Regions from separate parts of the Mus musculus genome. Here region 2 is linked to region 1. The links are chromatin contacts, called in public promoter capture Hi-C maps. All regions are on one chromosome and are shown on one strand. Each heading gives the region's core, a stretch centred on a gene start, on an enhancer-like site or on the middle of the called end of the contact. The rest is flanking DNA. Distances are from core to core; before and after follow the strand shown. Region 1 holds the start of Fabp7 (fatty acid binding protein 7, brain). Region 2 has its middle 15 kb from the start of Gm23058.

Region 1 (3,655 bases), core at 744-3,243:
TTTCCTCATTCCCCTTCAAGTCTAGCTGGATTGCAAAGTTAAGCTTATGATTATGAATAAAAACTAAATAAGAAAAAAAAGTCAAGATCAGATTTAGAATTTAAAACAACTATACAGAGGTACCATTAACTAAATTCAATTTATATGTTCTTAAGATGTATACAAAATAAAGTTTGATATATTCGTGAAATTTTTGTTTTAACCAAGAAAAGAAAAAAAAAATAAAAAGGATTTTTTTGCAAAAACACATATCCACCAAGTAGCTTATCTAAAATATACAAAGAATATGTATATAGCACAGCAGAAAGGGAAAAAAAAACCCCAACTTTAAAGTAGGAAAATATTTACATAGTCACTGCATGAACGGTATTCAAAACCCAGAAAATCACATTAAAAAAATGTTCAGTGTCCTTAGTAGTGAGGGGAATGCAAATTTGTGTTTGAAAGGTTGCTGGTTTCCAAGAGATCCTTTGAGAACAGTGTGGTAGCTGCTGCTAAAGAATCAGGCAAAGCCAGAAGTTGCTCACATTTAGGAGGCTTGTGTGCTGGGGGTTGGGAGGATGACTGCTAAATACTGGGGAAGCAAAATGAGCTAAGTCTTTACAGCAACTGTCATTTGTGAGAGTAAACCATTAGAAACGGACGGCAGGTTTGTGGTAGATTCCACAAGGTGGTGGAACTAGTCGCATATGTAGTTCAGACTTGAAGGCACACACGTATGGGGACAGTTCTGGTGTTTACGATAAACAGGTATGCTGCCATCCAGCTAGCACAGCACTAGGCTAAAGCGTACTGAGCCCTTGTCTTCCGTGGGAGCTGCAGAGTGGGATGCATGCGTTGTGAGCTGAGGCTCAAGCTGCGCTGGCAGAAGAGCAGGGGTTGCCTTGTCAGACTCCAGGGTCTCTTTCTCTCTGAGCCTGGGAAAGTGCCACTTTATTGGATCTATAAAGCCGGGGGGGGGGGGGGGGGAGGAATCTCAAGGTGAAGAGGAAGTTCACAGACCCCTCTAACGCCTCTATTAGAACCTTCCAGCTATTCTCTCATACTTGTACACTGAGCTGGCACACAGTATAGGCAAGTTCTATTCGCATCACCCCTCTAGTTCCTGTCTCCCTGGTTATGCAAGCCTCATATTTAGGTAGATGTGACCTTAGGAAACCAAAATATCCTTTAAGATCTTACTAACTGGTTGCCTGTTCAGCTTTTCCACATTGATCCTGTAGCCCCCTCGAGGAGGTGAAGGAAAAAAATCTCCTCTTTGTTTCTCTAACTCATTAATGAATTTTAAGGGCACTCTGTAAGGTTCCTTTCCCATTCTGGTCTGGTTCGTACATTCTGAGAAACACACTGTGTTTGTGTTGAGAGTTGGCTCCCTAGCTACACTGTCTGTCACATTGATGCTCTGAGTAGGGACAGGGTTCATCTAGGAAATATATTTTCACTCACACTCTGTATCTTTTCCTAGTTTGGCATATTCTAGTCTGCATTTGGCTCTCTGTTTAAATATAAAAGAAAACTAAAACACACCCTTCAGACGCCTATGTCTGAAAAATCTGGCATTTCCGTGGGTTTTTCTTTAAGGAGGCCTTCATTTGTAACCAACACCATGCTCTCCTTAAGGAAATCAATCTCAATGCCCTATTATCCTTCCCTTTTCTTTCCTCCCAGTTTGAGGCTGCAGTTGCCTTTTTTTTTCTTATCCCCTGCTGAACCTGAAAAACCCTCTCTTTTCTACAGTTTTCTGTTCCCAGGCCCCGCTGACTTCCTTTAGAGCATGGGGGGGGGGGGGATCAGGATTGTGATGTGTGAACTGGGAGGATCTTGACCTACTCCGCTAACCCAGTGGCCTGAGCAAATCACAAGGAGGATTGGAGCCATCTGCCCAGCCCCTCCCCCACGGCAGCCTGCTGGAAAGAGACAAGTTAGTCATTCAAATGATTGGCTTTTTGCCCGCTTCTTCTCTAAATAAGAAGGCAGCAGCTTCTGCTGAGGTGCAAAGGGTTTTTGTGAATTACGGTGGTGGGTAAGACCCGAGTTCCTCCAGTTCCTGCCTATTTTCAGCTGACTAGGCGGTTAAGGATGGTAGATGCTTTCTGCGCAACCTGGAAGCTGACAGACAGTCAGAATTTTGATGAGTACATGAAAGCTCTGGGTAGGTAAAAATAAGACGTACTGTTTTCTTCTTAACTCTGTATTTTGATCCTTAGAAACCCCCGATTTTACTTACCAGGTTTCTGAAAGACAGGCTGAGCACATTGTGTCAATTATACTAAGACTGTGCATAGCCCACTCAAATAATTCTTACTGTGGTATTTTCCTGCCTTCTTGCGAAGAATCAAATAAAGGGACCATTTGATATCCTGTGGATAATGTGAAGCTTCTGTAACTTTTGGAGAAGGGAGTGAGAAGGTCCTTATTTGTGCTTACCTTGTCCATGGCTAGTGGAGTAACCATTAATCAGGTTTGGACGAAATCTACACTTTAGAATCCAATTCTGGATTCTTAGAGTGACAAGCAGATTTCTGAACTATTTTGGAAGTTGCTGTTAACTGCGCTGGCTCCCTTTGCTGTTTCAGGCGTGGGCTTTGCCACTAGGCAAGTGGGAAACGTGACCAAACCAACTGTGATTATCAGTCAGGAAGGTGGCAAAGTGGTGATCCGGACACAATGCACATTCAAGAACACAGAGATCAATTTCCAGCTGGGAGAAGAGTTTGAAGAAACCAGCATAGATGACAGAAACTGTAAGGTAAGAGGCAGCTTTATCCGGTGAGGATGGGACAGAGGATTCCCAATCTCTCCACAGACATGGAGAAGGGGAACAAGCTTTCAGAATCCCCCTTCAGGAAGAAGGAGCCAGAGCTAACATTCTAGGGTTTACTGGTTGTATCCCAGACACTGAGTAATTTCCAGAGCCAAACTTGCAGGCTATTTATCCTTTTTCACATTTTATAGCAACTTTTACCCAGAGAGTATTGAACCATGTTTATTTGAAAGAAAGACCACACCTTGTTCCTTCTCTCTGATCATCTCAGCTTGACCAATTAGTCCGTCGCACAGCAAAGCTTTGCTTAAGCAAGAAGAGTGACTAGTTCTGTATTTTTATTTCTGATCTATGCTGGTTTTTTGCAACTGGCTGTATACATGGCAGCTGAATCATAAATGGCCACATTTTAGAAAACAGAGATTCTTGAAAGTAACAGAGGATGAAGTGCTGCTGGAATAATTATGAGTGATGTACTCAGTTATGGCCCTCTCTGATAATGCTGTCGTTTGACTTCTGTGAAAAGTGGACTTCTGCCTGTTAACCCCCTTTGATTGGTTGTTGCTCTCAGTCTGTGGTTCGGTTGGATGGAGACAAGCTCATTCATGTGCAGAAGTGGGATGGCAAAGAAACAAATTGTACCAGAGAAATTAAGGATGGCAAGATGGTCGTGGTAAGTCCTAAGGAGTCTGCCTTTTCTGTCCCTGCTTCCCTTCTAAGCATCATTCTTTTGCACTCCCCTCTGGACTCTTCTTCCTTAGCCCCCACTTTTGCTCTCCCCCAACCCCTTATTTTCATCTCAGTTTCTCCTGCCGTTCAAAGTCCCTTAATATGTAAAACAGGAGGAAGGAAAAACTCAGAACTAGTTGTTGCCTCAGGTTGGCACCTGTA
Region 2 (3,429 bases), core at 874-3,373, 580 kb after region 1:
TTAAGTAAAATATCACAAATGTACTTGAAAGCTCTTTGCATACTTTCTTCTATTTAGCTGGTCTCCCTGTGCTTTTCCTCCAGGAGACAACTCTATTGAATTTAGCCTGTCACCTCTATGCATGCCTTTATGGTTTTGTTACATATTTATATTTTTAAATAGTAACATAGGTTGTTTCTTTATTATGATTTTATATACTGTATACTTTTGTGTTAATAAGCAAGCTGCAGTGAATTAGTTTGTTGTTGTTGCTATTTGATACTATGTTGAAGAAACTATAACCTTTAAAATTAAGTTCCTTATTTTGAGAGAGGCAACATGGTGCTGTGGTTATAAATAAGGCCTCTGTGCCCATTCAGATCCTGCTACTATCACATGGCAGTTTTAGGCCTTATTCCTGCTTATACAAAATAGGATACCACTCAGGATTAAATCAACTAAAGTGTAAAGCATTAACATCATGATTGTTGCGATCTGCTGTCTTTAATACCACAGTTCTATAAACTTAGCATGGAGTGGATTTTGTGTTGTTTACTGAGCCCCAGTGGAATAGAGGTCATCTTGCAGTACAAGAATAGTGAGTAGTGGGAAATAGGCCTTGAGGGCAGTTGTGGTGGTTACCTTCGGAAGATGGATACTTTCTCTACAGTAGAAGGGGTCATCTACTAAGAGTGGAAAATCAGGGTGTGACAGGAATGGAGGATTGGGGAGAGCTGTTCAGGATTCGAAGTGTTCTTGTTCAGGACATGATTCAGCTAGAAGCAGGTAAAGGAATCACCCATGTAAGTGTATGTGCTATTCTTGATTGTGTGGATTTATTCTTAGCAACATGTTGCCCTGAAAAAGCCTGAACCCTGCTCCAATCCCAACACACACACACACACACACACACACACTGAATGCCTCTATTCTGCTCCTGTAGCTTATACTGTTGTGTGAAGGACCATCAAATTCTGCATCTCCACGTTTATAATCCTTTCCATCCTGAATTCACACTCTTTATAGCTTTTTTCCACATGACATGTAAATCATGTGGTCTAGAGTCAAAATAGAATTCTGAACTCCCCAGTTTATGAGTCTCCGCACCTGCTCTTTATTCCCTGAGGCACTCCTTACTCCTCCACTTAGAAGGATCTCTCCTCTTTCTTAGTGACCTCCTTTTGGAATTTAGCATGTCCTTGAATGTACTATGTCTGATCTTAGTCAAGATATGTGCCATTGTGTTGAGAGTTAACATCCTCAGAGGCCTCATTAGAGAAAGCTGTTAAGAAAATATTGTAATACAAACAAGAAATGGCTCTTCTGCACTCTCACTGCCTGCATGTCGTTGCTCTGTGGCTGAACTTGTTTCACATTCTTTTTCTTCTTTTAATTAAATATTTAGAAGCAGAAGCAGATATCAGGTACTGTCTTGGTATGTATCAGAGTTGGACTCTGAGATGGATGCTTTATTATAAAACCACATACTGCTGTCCTGCCTGACAAAAAGAGCAGAGATGCCTCAGCATTATTTAATGCCTGCTTTGTAATCACATCCCCCACTTGTTTTAAGAATATGCTTCTATTGTTGGCTTGTTTAAACTGGTATCTAAACAGACTATATTAGTTTAATAATATATTTGATTGCTAGGACCCTATCTCAAAAACAAGTGAATATATCAAAGGAAAGAGCACTCTAGGGATCAAACCCGGTTCCTTATACTTGCAAGGTAATGAATGCTTAGCCCTCTGAGTCATCTCTGTGCCTCAACCACACCTTGTGAGACAGGGTCTGACCTAGCCGGGCTGACCTGGCACTCAGCCATGCACCAAGGATGATTTTGAACTTCTAATCCCTCTGCTGCCACCTGTCCAGCACTGGGCACCACCATTCCCAGTTTTTACGTGGTACCAGGGTTAGAACCCACAATTCTGTCCATACTAGACAAGCACTCAACCAACTTAGATCGCCTGGTAAATTTTGTGGACTTATAAAAACTTTTATTAGATTCGGAGTAGGCCTTAAATGCTAGCTTTCAATGGGCAAGATTATGGCTACATGAAAGTACAGCTCAGGCTGTACTTCACCAGGTCTGTTTTGTTGCTATGTGCATGAAAGAATGTGAAGAAAAATGTTAACAATGCCAGAGCCTGCTACCTCCCTCTCTGCCCCTCCTAGTCTGTTACCTTGGCTTCTCCACCTTGCTTCCTGGTGCAGCCCACACCCTTTTTGCAGTTTTTATCACTCCTATCCTGGCTCTAGCTGCTGTCCTCCCTATCCTGCTGCTTATTGTTTAGTAATATAGATGATCCCATGTTGTTTAGAAGATGTGTTTCTGACTCAGTCAAATTCCTGTGAACTTTTAGTTTTGATTGTGTATGTCTGTGTGTGTGCATGCCATGGTACATGTAAGGGATGTTGTACTAACTTTTCTGTTGCTGTGACAAAACACCACGATCAAGGCAACTTACAAAACACAGTGTTGGATTGGGCTTATGATTTCAGAGGACTTAGTGTCTGTGATGGCAGAGCCAGAGCATGGCAGCAGAAACAGCTGAGAGCTCACATTTTGATCTATAAGCAGGAGACAGGGAGGAACACTGGAAGTGGCACCAATCTTCTGAAACCTCAAAGCCCTTCCTACTGGCTCTTCCCAGCAGTTCCACCAACTGGGGACCAAGCATTCAAATATATGAGCCTAGGGTGTGTGTGTGAGGGAATTCTTACTCAGACCACCACAAAGCACAACTTACAGGAATCCGTTCTCTTCTTCCTGGGTCCTAGGGAATCAAACTCAGGTCCTTAAGTTTCATACAAGTACCTTTACCTCACCAGCACTCCATGAGCTTTTGATGGCTGTTTTTGATGGCTGGTCCACTTGGATGTGTCTTATAAAGTTTGATAAAGGAAACTTTTACAGAGTTCAGAGGCATTGGCAACATTATCCACAGGTGGATCACATTTTTTGGTGATTTTTTTCCCCCCTGTTCTGGACAGTGTTTCTAATAGTTGATATTGCCTTCTTGTCTGTCTGTCTTTCCTTCCTTCCTTCTTTCTTTCCATCCTTCCTTCCTCTCTCTTGCCCCTCCCCTCTTTTTCTTTAAGACAGGGTCTCACTGTATAGCACTGGCTGACTTGGAATTCCCAGTGTATACCAGACTGGCCTCAAACTCACAGAAACCCACCCGTTTCTGTTCCCCACACTAGCGTTTTGTATGTTCTGGCCCTAGTTACTTTGCCCTTGAACCCACTGGCAATGGTACTGAATTGTTGGATCCGCAGCACTGGATCTCATGACAGAGCACTCCTGAGAGACCTTATTTAGGAAGACCTTATGCTTGACAAATAAATATAAGATGAATGAGTGTTGAAAATAATGTAAAACACTAATTTTGCTTTATTAAAGTATGTTTTTAAGATATTTTTATTCTTTTTTAGTTATGTTTAAG

What was found. Promoter capture Hi-C pulls out the DNA fragments that hold promoters and counts their contacts.
Region 2: a promoter capture Hi-C map of embryonic stem cells shows a contact between it and region 1, with 3 times the contacts expected there. The contact joins the enhancer-like site here to the promoter of Fabp7 in region 1. A contact is called at or near these places in 5 of 39 promoter capture datasets (cranial neural crest, embryonic stem cells, liver and 2 more), 4 of 115 datasets of contacts at active chromatin or transcription factors (astrocytes, bone marrow-derived macrophages, differentiating embryonic stem cells and 1 more) and 1 of 9 other capture datasets (macrophages).

Annotation. Positions count from the first base shown.
Region 1 is chr10:57,782,930-57,786,584 of GRCm38.p6, forward strand. It overlaps Fabp7 (fatty acid binding protein 7, brain), which reads left to right and starts at 1,994. Exons shown (of 4, transcript NM_021272.3): 1 at 1,994-2,152; 2 at 2,577-2,749; 3 at 3,336-3,437. The coding sequence starts at 2,080. It also overlaps the pseudogene Gm5777.
Region 2 is chr10:58,363,173-58,366,601 of GRCm38.p6, forward strand. It overlaps a transcript of Lims1 not described here. Among named protein-coding and RNA genes, the nearest start is that of Gm23058, 15 kb to the left of the region's middle. Within about 2 kb of position 2,124, at least 42 of the 459 cell types and tissues checked have an H3K27ac peak or open chromatin away from gene starts, as enhancers often do. A contact at or near this core is called in embryonic stem cells and pre-B cells, where this site is marked.